Linked DNA regions of Mus musculus: regions 1, 3 and 4 are each linked to region 2. Evidence: chromatin contacts called from public HiChIP or PLAC-seq and promoter capture Hi-C data. All regions are on one chromosome and are shown on one strand. Each heading gives the region's core, a stretch centred on a gene start, on an enhancer-like site or on the middle of the called end of the contact. The rest is flanking DNA. Distances are from core to core; before and after follow the strand shown.

The links. Promoter capture Hi-C pulls out the DNA fragments that hold promoters and counts their contacts. HiChIP or PLAC-seq counts read pairs in DNA pulled down with a chosen protein or histone mark.
Region 1: a contact with region 2 is called in a promoter capture Hi-C map of embryonic stem cells. The contact joins the enhancer-like site here to the promoter of Galnt9 in region 2. A contact is called at or near these places in 1 of 39 promoter capture datasets (embryonic stem cells), 3 of 484 Hi-C or Micro-C datasets (cranial neural crest, embryonic stem cells and nephron progenitors), 5 of 115 datasets of contacts at active chromatin or transcription factors (SST interneurons, double positive thymocytes and embryonic stem cells) and 2 of 9 other capture datasets (liver and pancreatic islet).
Region 3: an H3K27ac HiChIP or PLAC-seq map of embryonic stem cells shows a contact between it and region 2, with 10 read pairs. The contact joins the enhancer-like site here to the promoter of Galnt9 in region 2. A contact is called at or near these places in 2 of 39 promoter capture datasets (the 3T3-L1 cell line and hippocampal neurons), 5 of 484 Hi-C or Micro-C datasets (Sertoli cells, cortical neurons and embryonic stem cells), 5 of 115 datasets of contacts at active chromatin or transcription factors (the SCID.adh cell line and embryonic stem cells) and 1 of 9 other capture datasets (pancreatic islet).
Region 4: a CTCF HiChIP or PLAC-seq map of the NIH/3T3 cell line shows a contact between it and region 2, with 13 read pairs. The contact joins the enhancer-like site here to the promoter of Galnt9 in region 2. A contact is called at or near these places in 15 of 39 promoter capture datasets (the 3T3-L1 cell line, the C10 cell line, the HPC-7 cell line and 9 more), 3 of 15 datasets of contacts at CTCF or cohesin (CD8 T cells, the NIH/3T3 cell line and embryonic stem cells), 35 of 484 Hi-C or Micro-C datasets (2-cell embryo, 3T3-L1-derived adipocytes, 8-cell embryo and 18 more), 11 of 115 datasets of contacts at active chromatin or transcription factors (embryonic forebrain, embryonic stem cells, forebrain and 1 more) and 3 of 9 other capture datasets (adipose tissue, embryonic stem cells and pancreatic islet).

The regions. Positions count from the first base shown.
Region 1 is chr5:110,470,581-110,474,039 of GRCm38.p6, forward strand. No RefSeq gene overlaps it. Among named protein-coding and RNA genes, the nearest start is that of Fbrsl1, 24 kb to the left of the region's middle. Within about 2 kb of position 1,536, at least 30 of the 459 cell types and tissues checked have an H3K27ac peak or open chromatin away from gene starts, as enhancers often do. A contact at or near this core is called in embryonic stem cells and pancreatic islet, where this site is marked.
Region 2 is chr5:110,542,680-110,545,904 of GRCm38.p6, forward strand. Galnt9 (polypeptide N-acetylgalactosaminyltransferase 9) reads left to right here and starts at 1,676. Exons shown (of 11, transcript NM_198306.3): 1 at 1,676-2,263. The coding sequence starts at 2,023.
Region 3 is chr5:110,436,316-110,439,640 of GRCm38.p6, forward strand. All of the region lies in intron 1 of Fbrsl1 (fibrosin-like 1), which reads right to left. Among named protein-coding and RNA genes, the nearest start is that of Fbrsl1, 11 kb to the right of the region's middle. Within about 2 kb of position 1,711, at least 35 of the 459 cell types and tissues checked have an H3K27ac peak or open chromatin away from gene starts, as enhancers often do. A contact at or near this core is called in embryonic stem cells, where this site is marked.
Region 4 is chr5:110,638,346-110,641,900 of GRCm38.p6, forward strand. No RefSeq gene overlaps it. Among named protein-coding and RNA genes, the nearest start is that of Noc4l, 13 kb to the right of the region's middle. Within about 2 kb of position 1,361, at least 32 of the 459 cell types and tissues checked have an H3K27ac peak or open chromatin away from gene starts, as enhancers often do. A contact at or near this core is called in 8-cell embryo, the HPC-7 cell line, the NIH/3T3 cell line and 2 more, where this site is marked.

The DNA of each region.
Region 1 (3,459 bases), core at 286-2,785, 72 kb before region 2:
GCTTGTGGCCTGGCCACCCTTATCTCTTCTGTTCCTCAAGGTCTTCCTTCTCCCACCTCCTCTGATAAAAGCACCGGACCTTGGTTCCCAGCCTGTCCTAACCCTGGCTGACCTATGGATACTTTCAGTTGGTTTGTTTTGAGACAGGGTCTCTAGCTGTCCTAGAACTTACTATGTAGATCCACTGCCTCTGTCTGTCCAATGCCATCCCCTAGGCACACCTTTAATCCTAGCCCTGGGGAGGGAGAGGCAGGTGGATCTCTGTGTCTCCAGAGAGCTTTCCAGGACAGCTAAGGCTATACAGAGAGACCCTGTCTTGAAGAATGGAGACATCGCATAATGGTACCTGGGATTTTCCCAATGAGGCCACATTTTGAGGGTTTCAATAGGTAAGATTTAAGGGCTTCTGCCAGGGCCCCTTGACTTGGCTCTTTGAGACAAATTCCAAAGAACATTGCTGAATTTGGATACATCTCTGTAATCCTAACAAAGAAAAAGAAAAAGAAAGGAAGGAAGGAAGGAAGGAAGGAAGGAAGGAAGAAGAGGAAACAAAAAAGAAAGAATGTGACTGTTCTTAGGTATGGTGGAGAAAATTTGTTGTAGATAGAGGGAAGAACATAGGTAGAGGTAGACACATCTGGGAGATTCCAGAGTGGTTATAACCCTGAGCTATGTGAGAAGAGGAAGGGAGAGGGGAAGGAGAGGAACTAGGTATAGTGGCTAGGAGGCCCAAAGAGGAGGAATAGCCAAAATGGCCAGAGTATATAGGGAAGGGCAGCTGGGGGAAGGGCAGCCCAGAGGATCTTGGGCTGGAGAAAGGTTTAGAGAAGGGGGCAGGGTATACAAGCCTTGAGTAATTGGTTGAGGCTGGGAGAACCTGGTGGCCAGGTCCACTTTGATATGTTAAATAGGCACCTCAGCCTTTTGTCCCAGGGTTTGAGACTTAACCCTAACCCCGTGGCTGAGGCAAGAATATTGCTGAGAAGCCGGCAGTGGTGGCGCACTCTTTTAATCCCAGTACTTGGGAGGCAGTAGCCTGGTCTACAGAGTGAGTTCCAGGACAGCCAGGGCTACACAGAGAAACCCTGTCTCGAAAACAAACAAACAAACAAACAAAAAAAGATATTGCTGAGAGTTGGTGGCTAGCCAGGTCTATACAGTGGCAACTTTTCTTTTTAATCCCCTTTTTCTTCTTTTTCTGTTGTGTCTTTCTCGTGGCAATCTTTCTTTAAAAAACAAAAACAAAAACAAAACAAAACAAAGAACAGCTAGGCTTGGCCAGCATGAGCTACATAGAGTTTTCCAGGCCAGTCTTCCTTCCAGCCTCCCCATTTCAGACTCTTTCAGAGGGTTTGGAAGGGCACATTACCGTTCTCAGGAGACAGAAACAGACACAGTTAGACCTTGTCTGTCCTCTTGCCCGCAAGCCCAGGGGAGCTCTCTAAGGATCTTTGGGTCAGTGGGGCAGCCCCACAGCTGTCTTGTGACCCCATTAAGCATTAACAAGTGGTTGTTGCTTTGGTAACTACTGCTAGGCCTGTCTCTGTGTCTGCTCCACCCACTGGCAAGAGTTACTCTGCTCAGCCTTTGGGGAACAGTCAGCAGGTGATCAGTTTCCATGACTCCCTTCCCACTCTCCTTGGCCACTGTTTTATTAGTAGTGTGCAGTAGGGGTCATCCTGGAAAAAAAAAAAGGCCGGGGCTGGACACTCACTTCACCCTAAGTGCCAACTGCAAGATTGGGGATAGGAGAGGTGCATGCCGCTGGTCCTGTGCCAGCCCCGGCATCTCACAGCTGTGGCCAGAGAGGTTAATTGGAGCAAAGCCCTGGGCAGCCAGCTGCCAGGCCACCTGCCGAGTGCCCTAGCTTCCATAAATCCCCATTTGATAGTAACAAGGCCCCCAAAGGTGCCTGTCTGGTCAGCTCAGCCCCACAGACTGCAAGAATACATTTCCTGGCTCCTCTTGGGGATGCTGGAATTCAATTACAGCGTACATGGGGCCTTGAATCAGAACTCTAACTTTGGGGCCTGTTAGGATCCTCCCTCTTTGGGTTTAACCTTTGGGAACCTGGGTGGCTGCATGGAACAAAGCTTTGATGGGGTTAAGCCCTGACCCATGGGGGCTCAGTCTGCTTAGGATACATAAATGAGGAACTTGGAACCTGTCAATGGCACACATGTAATACAAAGGGTCAGCTGTTCGGGACTACCAGAGAGCTCGCTCACAATATTTCACGGGTATTAGGAAGGTGCCCCCAAGGGTGATATTAGAAAGGGATAAAGGAATGAGCATCAAAATGGGGGCAGGGTTGGGGGAGGCACAGGGAACGTTAGGTTAGTGTTAAGTACAGAATTGTGGAGCAAGGGAATGGAAGACAAGAGACAAGGGCAAGAGAGGGCCAGGGGTTGGAGGAGACAGAGGAGGCAGGAGCCAGATGGACAGGGGTCAGAGAGATCAGGCACCAGATGGGGACAGATAGCAGGGTGGGACAGGAGCAGGAAAGGAGCTCCAGGACACAGATGCCTTCCCATGCTGTGTCCTCTTGATCTACCTCTTTATTTTTCTGACACAGGGTCTAATGTCATCCCTGTCTGGGCTTCAACTCACTGTTTAGCTGAGGGTGACCTTGAACCCCCAGACTCTGGCTTCCAATTCCTGGGATTCCACAACAGCCAGAATTTTGACTTTTATCCATGGGTACTGAGTCAGAGACAACTTCGATGCTCTGAAGGCCTGCTGCTACCCCTCAACTGCCTGCATCCCCCATTCCCACTTCCCACCCTCTCCCTCCTCAGCAGCCCAGTATCTTCAGGTATCCCACATAAGACCTGGCTCCTCTTTCCCATGGACCTCTAGGTTTTCCCAGGCTGCCTTATGGAAACCCAATCATTTGAAGGGTATCACTTAGGCATTTTGCAGGATGCTTTCTGGGTTTTGTTTGGTTTTTGTTTTTCTTTTTTTTTTTCAGTATGTTCTTCTGACTACATTGTGGTTAGGACTGAGAGCAAATGTTTCATACCACAAACTGTCCACGTCTAGCCCTGAACCTTCACTCTTGCTGAGTGAATGGGGGTGAATGGATGAGAGAGAAGAGAGAGAGAAGGAAGAAGGAAGGAGAACAGGGCACTGGCCAGAACAGGGAAAGTTGGAGAGGGCCGGTTGAGAAGTGGCCCAGCTGCTAGCTGCTGATACACAGACCATCTCCAGCGAGGGTAGCATCAGGTTGGACCACCAGTCCTGTTTTATGCTGTGTGGATCTGGTTTTATACTAGGCTGGGCTCTGGTGGCATTGGTGGAAGCTACTTGGGATCCTCACTGGTGGGTGAACTTCTTGGGAGGGTCAGGATGGACACCATGTACTGAGCAGCCTGGCCTGCTGGGCATTAAAGGGAGGATATAGTCCCACCAGTAACAGGAAGGGACTGGGGAGGGCTAGGTGCCAGAGTCTAAGGCCAA
Region 2 (3,225 bases), core at 426-2,925:
CGTTAGACTCCGGCAATTTCTTTTTTCTTCTTTCTTTTTAATTTTTAGAGACAGGGTTTCTCTGTGTAGCTCTAGCTGTTCAGGAACCCACTCTGTAGACCCGAGTGGCCTTAAACTCATGATTTCTCCTGCCTCTGCCTCCTTCAGCAAATCCTACCTGTGTGTGTCACTACACAGGCCACATTTTCTTTGACAGGAAGGAGAGACTTAGAAAAGAAGCAGTGTGGCTTTTATTCCCGCTGCTTCCACTGAGAAGTTGGATGTCTCTAAGCTACACAGAACACATTGGCTTGTGGAGAAGACAGTGTGGAAAAGAATGCCTGAACCAAGAGCCAAAGCCTCTACCCATTCCCCCGAATGTGAACAGATATGACATGGACATACACACACACACATATATACATAGAAACTGCACACTGTGAACATACAAACACACACATGTATCACATACACATAGCACACGTGGATAATCACAAGGACACAGCACATGTATGCATATATATGCACCCACATGCAGACACATCACATACTACTCATGTGCTTGTACATTATGAAGACATCCCACGTATATGCACACACATATACAACATGTAGAGACATATCAGACACACTTTGTACATGTGCACATTCATATACAAAGGAAAGTTACGAACGCAGAAACACATGTGTAACACAGACACAAGCACATATCCATGAACACATATGCAAACACATGGGCACATACACAGTGAACGCATAAACGTGCATGCTTATACATGATATATGTGTGCGCACACACACGAGATACATGCATGCACAAATACTCATGCTGAACCAAGAGCTACAAAGTCCCACAGACCTTGTCCTTCTATGAGCAGAGCCCACCACAAAGTAAGCTCCTCGGAAATGCTCCATCATTTATTCATTCCACAAATATTTGCTAAGTACCAGCTACGTGTCAGAAACCATTTCAGGCACTGTAGATTCAGTGGTAGCCAGGTATAAAGGAGAAGCTCACAGTCTGTGTGATTCAGGCTCACAGCCCAGGCTGTGTGACTTCTGCCATCTCTCCTCTGATCCCAGCAGTCTCATCTACAACTGTTTGTTTGGGGCTAAATTAGAGATGGAGGGGCAGGTGTTTGTTGTTTTTCTTCTGGCTGAGCGTGCACCTGAACTCTGAGGACTTGGGACACCTGGTCAAGATTTGTGTTTCCTTTATTTGTTTGGCCTGATGCTACAATAGGATCGCTCAATCTACAGCCTACTCTACTCTCCTTTCTTATCCTTTGGTCCCAGAAGAGGGCAACCAATCAGGTTAGGTTTGACAAGGAGCGGTGGGCAGGCAAATCTAGGTGGCTCTGACTCATTACTGCACAAAGGCACCTCACCACACCCCAGCGTGCACCCCACAGCACAGTCCTGACCGGCGTTCCCTAAGGCTTCGTGTTCCTAGGGGTCAAGTCTGGGTTTTGTCCCCTAAAATAAGCCCAGGCGCGGAGGGCGGTCTGAAGCTCGGAGTGGTGCCGCGCCCTGGGCCTCGCTCCACGTGGGCCTATCCTGGCCAGGGGTGGCGCGCGGGATCGGTTTGGGGCGGCGGGCGGGGCAGCGGGCGCCGCGTGCATGCTGATGAGCGCAGGCCGCGTCACTGCGCACCGGCGCCGTGGTTTCGGGGCGCGCAGGAGCGGGGCGCGCAGGAGCCGAGCGCACAGGAGCGGGGCGCGCAGGAGCGATCGGGGCGCGCAGGAGCGGGACGCAGCAGCTAAGGCCTCGCGCTGCCTCCCGGCCCAGGAAGCTCCCGGCGGGCGGGCCCTGCTGACTATGCGGGCGGCGCCCTGTACCCGCATCCCCGGACGGTTTCTGCGCGCTGAAGAAGGGCGGGTCGCGGCGGCCTGGCTCGTGGAGCCCGCGCGGTGGTGCTGAAAGAACAGCTCCCGCCCTTGCCCAGCCCATGGTCCCCACCGCGGCCGGCCGCTCCCAGGCTCCTGCGGCCCCGGGGCCCCGGGGATGCCCGGCGGGTGAGGCGGCCCCGTCCGAGCCGCGCTCATGGCGGTGGCCAGGAAGATCAAAACTTTGCTGACGGTCAACATCCTGGTGTTCGTGGGCATCATTCTCTTCTCGGTGTACTGCCGCCTGCAGGACCGTTCTGAGGCGCTGGTGCAGGTCGTGCGAGGCACCGACCGCCGGATGCGCAATCGGCTATCCAAGGCGAGTGCTCTGGCCGACCGTGAGGCCATCCTACAGCGCCTGGACCATCTGGAGGAGGTGGTCTACAACCAGCTGAATGGTGAGCCGCGGGATGGAGGGGAGGCAGGGTCCCGTGTTAGGACACTACTCTATCCAGGAGTGGCTGTCCACACCCATCCCACAATATCTTCCAGGGTCCCGAGTGGAAGCTACCCTGGGTCCTGTAGAGGAAATGCTGGAGGCCTTCATTGGCAGAGGGCGGCGGTAATAGAGCGACTGCATTATCTACTCATCCTGTGAACACTTGGGAACTGTCCCTTGCCTCCCGCATAATGCCTCCAAAGTTACTACCCAAGAGAACTCTAACTTCTCAAGGAAGAGCCTCTGAGGAGTTGGCAGAAGGGTAGTGAGGGGCTCAGGCAATACCTAGATCCACAGTGAGGGAGGTCCAGACCGTGCCTAGGTTCACATTCAGGAACCAGAGGTACCTTACAAAGCTGTGAGGGTGAAGGTGACACCGAGGTTCCCTGCAAGGACCCAGAGAGCCTTTCCAAGCTGTGGGTTTAGACCGGACTCACTCCTCTCCCTGGAGATACGGAAGGAGGGGGTGATTACTGCCCATCTAAAAGTGATTGATCCCATCTTCCTCTGCATGGCACAGTGCGTGTCTTGTCTATTACAGTGTGACCTCTGGCCTGGAGAGCCACCTTTCAAGGATGCTCAGGGCTCCTGCAGAAAGTTCTGTTGTGGGAGAAACGGAAGGCACCACTGGTGCTGTGTGGAGAGATGGAGTCAAGTGTCCAGCAGAACTGGGTAGGAGCGGAGTGTTCACGTGGACTGAGGTCAGGGTGCCTGGGAACCTCTGAGGCACCAAAGTTTCTGCTTCTGGTGACCTCTTTGCTTTTCTGTGAGGAAAAGAGGGAACTCAGCATCTTTGTCACAGCAGGTCACAGTGGATGGTTGTAGCTGTTGGGAATGGAATATTTTACATTTTGGGTGTAGGATGAATGCACCAGCTCTGTCCCCAAGGACAGCTTTGTTAGGCTTCAGGAAGGAGACAAT
Region 3 (3,325 bases), core at 461-2,960, 110 kb before region 2:
CAGCCAGGGAACTCTAGACCCTCAATAAAGACAAAACACCAGGGGGCTGGTGAGATGGCTCAGTGGTTAAGTGCTCTTCCGAAGGTCCTGAGTTCAGCAGCAACCACATGGTGGCTCACAACCATCCATAACGAAACCTGATGCCCTCTTCTGGAGTATCTGAGGACAGCTACAGTGTACTTACATATAATAAATAAATCTTAAAAAAAAAAAAAGACAAAACACCAATGAACAGGAAATAAGTACGTTTACAGAAAAATCCCAGCAGTCCTTACACTTCACCCCCTGCTGAACCTACCTGTTTGCTTGTTCTCTGGGTGGCAGGCAGGACTCCCATGAACCACACTAGATCCTTGCAGTCCTGACTTCAAGTAGGCAGTGCCAACTATCACGACATCTAATTGCCTCTCCAGCTGCAAATAGAGAGCTCTCCTACTCAGATCTTCCTCTCCTCAGCTCATACCCCTCCCTAATGGCCACTGAATTTCAGAATTACAGAACCTGTGTCACATATTCCTGACATCTCTACAGACCCTCATGACCTCTTACCTGCTCCAGAAGGCTCTGGGCCATTGTACCATCTCTGAAATGTCCAAGTTCATGGATATCACCTCCATACCCGCTACCCAGTTGCCAGCAGGCTTTAGTGTATAGGCCAAGTAAGTAGTGTGGACTGCCACATGATATGGGGAGGTAAAGAGACCATGCTACTCCAGAGCTAGTGCTATAGTGTTGAAGTCTAGGAAAAGTTGGGGAGGCCAGAGCAGCAAGGTGGGCCCCAACCCATCCCACAACTGCTGAGCAAAGTATCTTGAGCATTCCACCCACCAAAGTTCTAGGAAAGAACGATCCCTTCAGATCTCAGTCCAGGGCTGCACTATGCACAACACTGTCTAGGCAGAGGGTCACCTGGAAATAAAGCAGACCTTGCTCTATCTAAACAAGGTGCAAGAAGGTACGAAGCACTGACATTAGCAGTACTATTCAGGGAGGAGCTATAACTAGACATGCAGGCCACTTGTAGTAAAAATGCAATTTAAGCTTATCCCCAACTAGCTTACAAATAAATGACTCAGACTACGGTTATTTTATTTGGCTTTGACAATTACAGGGGCAGGGGTGGGGGGTGTTTAATAACCCCTAATCTACTTTCCAACTGCTGGCCTGGCCACCTCCCCAGCAGTATATCCCAGATACTTGCTGTTTCTCCAGGCCGTGTGCTCTCTCCTCTCCTCCGTGGTGGCTTGCTTCCTCCTCCTCAGTTCTCCTCCTCCATCCAGGTTAATCCAAACCTACCTACCTCTAATCCCTCCAGTAATTGGCTGTAGCTAATTTTATTTAATCTTTAGCCAATAGACTTTTTTTCCTGTTTTTTATTTATTTACATTCCAGTCATTGTCCTGCTCCCAAAGTTCCACATCATATTCCTCTTCCCCACCCCACCCCCAGCCTTCCAGAGGGTGCTCCTCCCCACGCAATTAATCAATAGTTTTAAATAAAGGAACAACATTTGCATAAGAAAAGCTTGTAAATTACACCTAGGCCTAGGCCGTTAGAATTTAGCATTGCAATACATAGCAATAGACCAACCCTAGAGAGCTAAGTGCTTGGGGTCCGCACCTTGCTATTACCAGCTGTGTGTGACCCTTTACAAGCTCATGTCCATTTTGCTGGCCTGGGCAATAGTTTTGAAATCCGTCTCCACAATCAACGCATCCACAGTCTAACATTTCCTTCCTTTCAGCTCCAATCTGTTGAAAGGCCATGGTCCGTTCAGACAGACTACAGCCTTGTTCTCTGATCCCATTTTTTTTTTTTTTGTGGGGCATTTTTTTCCCCTCTGAGCTGCTGTGAGGACTGAGCAAGGTCAATGAGGAAGATGCCCTATAGATAGCTAGCAATTTGCTAGAAAGGAGAGCACTTGTAGGAGGGACCTATGGGATCTCAGGTCTGACAAGGCCTACTGGGGGCCACTCTCTGTGAGGATGTAGAGTCTGTGTACTCTAGACACAGAATTTTCCACGGCCCTAAAAACAAGAAATTATGGAGATTTGAGTGAGGACAGTTAAAAGGAGTGGGAACCCAGATGAACAAAGTGGTCCCAGAGCAGAAACAAATTTCAACCGTTGTGGCAAAGGCAGGAAAGAAGAGAAGGTTTGGGACTCTAGGGCAGAAGACCCCTTGCATATGGCTGATACAAGCTCTAGGATATCCTGGGAGTGGTGGCCTTCAAGGCCCTCTGCCCTAGTCAGGATAGACTGGACCCTCAGTGCTCTCCTATGAGGTCCATACCCCTGAGGGGCAGTCTCCCCTAAGTCACTTTTCCTGGCCTATCCTCTTTAGCCAGAGACAAGGCAGGCCAACAAGCCATCTTCTCCTCTAAGCCCTGGGAAGACACACCTCACGTCTGACTTCTGCCACACTCCAGGCCCCTCCAAGCTTCAGCACAGCTGCTATTCAGCTGTCATCCAGGATGTCCCCAAAGCCTCTTCTGCAGTACAGGGGCAGCTGAAGCCAGCCTGGATGTTTCTGATGCCACAAGCCAGGGATATGCAAGGATCTACGAGAACTAAAATGGGTCGAGAAGGGGAAAGGGCCTGCTCTCCTCTCTGCACTGGAGTCCACAGCAAGTTGTGGTCCAGCAGTGTCTACCTGGGATAGACTGAGTCTGAAAGGCAGACTCAGAGGGGCCTAAGCATGTTCGTCACAGGTCTCTCATCCTAGTGTCCAGTGGCTGGCAGGGAGAAGAAGGACATGCTGCCTCATTACCCTCCCTGCAGATAAGGAACTAAGGCCCAGAGCAGGAAGAAGGTTTTCCCAAGCAGTTCACAGACTTCCTGGCTACTCCTGGCTGGCAAGGCTGGGGGGCAAAGGGCCTCTTCCTAGGAGCTTGGAGACAGTGGCTGTACTGCTGGGGGATGTGTAGAGCCCTGAGAAAAGGCTCATGGTGCTCCTGGAACCCTAGAAGATGTGGATTTTATTCCTGGGTAACAGGAAAACTCCCTGGAATTGGAGCCTTGAGAAGCAAGAATATTCCCAACTCTGCTTGGCCAATCCCTATCTCAGATGAAGGAGGGGGGGAAGCTAGGGATAGTGAAAAATATCACCACCTCACCTCAATCAAAAGAAGCTCCTTCTGGGCAGTCACTGTGCTCCCTCCCTGCCTGGGTCTGGGCCATTCAGTCCCAGTTCTAAGTGTATTGGCAACATGGAAAGAGGGACAGGCAGGTCATACAAAACAGCCTGCTCAAAGGCAACCAAAGCCCTATACAGTAGGAACAGGACCCCCAGAGGCAGGGTCTGATGGGGCAGTGTGGTCAGGGCA
Region 4 (3,555 bases), core at 111-2,610, 95 kb after region 2:
GAGACTTGTTAACGCACAATAACTACTCAGTAGATGGGGCTGCAGTGAGCCCCTTATATTCATTCCTCTAAGACTCAAGAAGAGAGGGGGCTGGAGAGATGGCTCCGTGGTTAAGAGCACTGACTGCTCTTCCCATGGTAGCTCACAACCATCTGCAATAGGATCTGATACCCTCTTCTGGTGTATCTGAAGATAGCAACAGTGTACTTATATAAATAAAATAAATAAATCTTTAAAAAAAAAAAAGACTCAAGCAGAGAGGCCTCTCCTCTGCCTGTGTAGTCATAACAGAATACCTGAGAAATACTAACTAGGAAAAACAAATTAACGATCTGGAAATTCACAGTCAAGATGCCCTCAGTGAGGGCCTCCTGCTTCATGGTCACATAAGGTAGAAAACACACACACTGTTTGTATTCAAATGTTAGTACTGGTTCCTCGAGAGAGTCTCCTCACCCCACCCCACCCAGCAGACTACCTCGTCCTCAGGTGATACCATGTTGACCTCCCATTTTAACTGCCAATAAAAGGCTAGAGCCTGTGATTGGGCAGTGGAGGGGAAAAGGTGGGACTGGAGAGGGAGTAGGAGGCAGAGGAAGAAGGGGAAAGAGGACAGAGGAAGAAGGAGGAGGAAGCCATAATGGGCCAGAACCGCATGGCTGGGAGAAGCCGCAAGCAACAAGGGGTCTCATAGCTGGGGAATAAGTTAGTAGTATATTAGATTTTCCCAATCCACTCCCCTCAGCCCCATATAAATAACTAGGGCTGATCTCTAAAGGTGCACCAGGATGGAAATTAAACACCAAATGGGTCTAAGGGGTCTACAGACTGAGGCTCCCTCTCCAAACCCCAAGCAAACCTCAGCAACCAGTGGCAGCGCCCCTGCCCTGAGCTGGACATAGGCAGCGCCATAACATGGTTTGGGGGGGGGGGGGTCCCTGCGCCTACAGAAGAACCAAGGACCCTGGGGCACGACTGCCTGAGAAGCAGCCTGCAGTCTTCACAGCTGAGGATCAACAACTGAAAACACACACACACACACACACACATACACACACACACACACACACAATACAAAAAACCAAAATCTAACTTTCCAAAGCTTTCTCTCACAGGCACAGCTGGCTGATCTGGGTATCTCTACCCCGAGCAGGCCTTCCTGCGCTCGCTTTTCCTGTATCCCCCACGTCTAAACTGGACACGGAACAGCCAGACCTGCTCTCCCGACTGCAAGCTGCCTGAAATCAGTGCACATGCTGCCGACTGCAACCCAAACAAAAGCCAGAGAGAGGCTCAGAAGTCCCACGTCTTTCTACAGTTAGCCACCACCACCCACTTCCTGCGAATAAGATTCCGAGAGGACTGCAATGTCCTGAATCGAACACCAGGGGGAGACAAAGGTACAAGAAGCTCCAGATCAGGTACTGAGAATTCAAAATTGACAATCACAAAAATTAGATACCTCCTTTAATCCCAGCACTTGGGAGGCAGAGGCAGGCGGATTTCTGAGTTCAAGGCCAGCCTGGTCTACAGAGTAAGTTCCAGGACATCCAGGGCTATACAGGGAAACCCTGTCTTGAAAAACTGAAAGAAAAGAAAAAAAGAAAAGACTGGGCAATACAGCCTAAAGAAAACACAAGAACTAAAGGAATTTGTAGGTCATGCTAAGCAACAGAGAGAAGAAAATGAATACAGCCTAGAGGAAAATCTGGAACGAAAGGTACAGGATTCTATTGGTCAAGATAACAGAGAGAGGAACATGAAGGTTAGAGACAGGAGCTGGAAAAGATGCTAGAACAAAGAATGCAAAATTTCACAGGTCAGAATGAGCAGCAGAGAAGAAGAAATGAGAATTGGAAGTGAGACTTGGAGGAGAATCTTCTAAAATTAATCAGTCAAAATAAAATAGACATCACAATATCAGGATTACAACATAAAGAAAAAATAAGGTGAAGGGGAGCTCTGAGCAGGGGGTGCAGACACTTAAGGAACAGGAGGAGCAACAAAAGGAGAAGTCTGAGGCATGGGGGCAAGCTTTGGAGGAGAGGTTACAAAAAGATATTATTAGGTTGAACAAAACACCAGGATGACAGAGATACAAGCGCTAGAGAAATATTGGCACAGGGGCTGGAGAGATGGCTCAGTGGTTAAGAGCACTGACTGCAGCCGGGCGGTGGTGGCACGCACCTTTAATCCCAGCACTTGGGAGGCAGAGGCAGGCGGATTTCTGAGTTCGAGGCCAGCCTGGTCTACAGAGTGAGTTCCAGAGCAGCCAGGGCTACACAGAGAAACCCTGTCTCGAAAAAAACAAAAAGACTGGAAGGATGTGGTAAAAGCAATATGAGAACCCGGGTCACCTTTATAATGGTGCTTGTGGTGGAGAGAAGAAGCAAAGGAGATAGCCCAACAAAATAAAGCCAGAGGTAAGAATATTTCTGAAGTTCTGCTGCTTGGGGAAGGTCATTTTGCTGAGCTAGAAGTAGACGCTGAATATGATGAAAGCTTGATGTTATGTGCTAAGGCAGCCTTAAATGCTTGAGACGAAGTCGCAGAAAGAGTAGAAAGACTTGAACCTTTTTTTTTTCAGGCCAAGCAAGGTCTAAAAGAAACATTCCTTGACTTTTTCCAAAGGTTGTCTTTATCTGTGGAAAGAAGTACATTGGATCCATTAGTAAGAAAGTCCTGAATCAAGACTTTATCTTTTGAAAATGGGAATGCTGAATGCAAAGAAGTAATCAGACCATTGAAGGCAGGGTCAGCATCAATAGAAGAGTGGATTAGACATACAGTGGATGTTAGACCCCGTTCACCTGATATGACCTTAACAGGAGAAGCTGCCACTAGAGGCCTTGAGGCCATACAACATTTCTTAATCGTGGTGAGCAAGGTTATGTCAAAAGAAACTTCAGAGAAACTGGGCAGTGGTGGTGCACGGCTTTAATCCCAGCACTTGGGAGGCAGAGGCAGGCAGATTTCTGAATTCAAGGCCAGTCTGGTCTACAGAGTGAGTTCCAGGACAGCCAGGGCTACACAGAGAAACCCTGTCTTGGGAGAAAAAAAAAGAGAGAGAGAGAAGCTTCAGAGAAAACCAAATTAATTCCAAAAGGGAGCCCAAGCCTCCTGGGATATGCAAGAGATGTGACAAAGGCCTAGACACTGGACTAGGGAATGTAAATCAACAACAGACAAATGGGGTAACTCTTGACCAAAAAACTCCCAGGGTATGGGGTGGGGGGGGCTCTCGTAGGCCCCAATGCCAAACAGGAAAAATTCTCTTCCTCAGGACAATTAAACACCACTGTTGAAAATAGATATTATAAGACCAGATAACAAGGTTAAGACAAATTCTGTAGATAATTCGAAAAGGGCCCCAAACCAATATTTTGGCAAACTTCTATAGAAGATCAAAGGCCCAAGGTAAGAATACTAGTAAACAATATTGAGATCAAAGGAATGGTCAACACTGGTGCAGATGTCACCATTATCTCTCCGAAATCTTGGCCTGTAGGTTGGCCACTTCAAGAGGTAGACATCCAATTTCAAGGAGTTGGGACT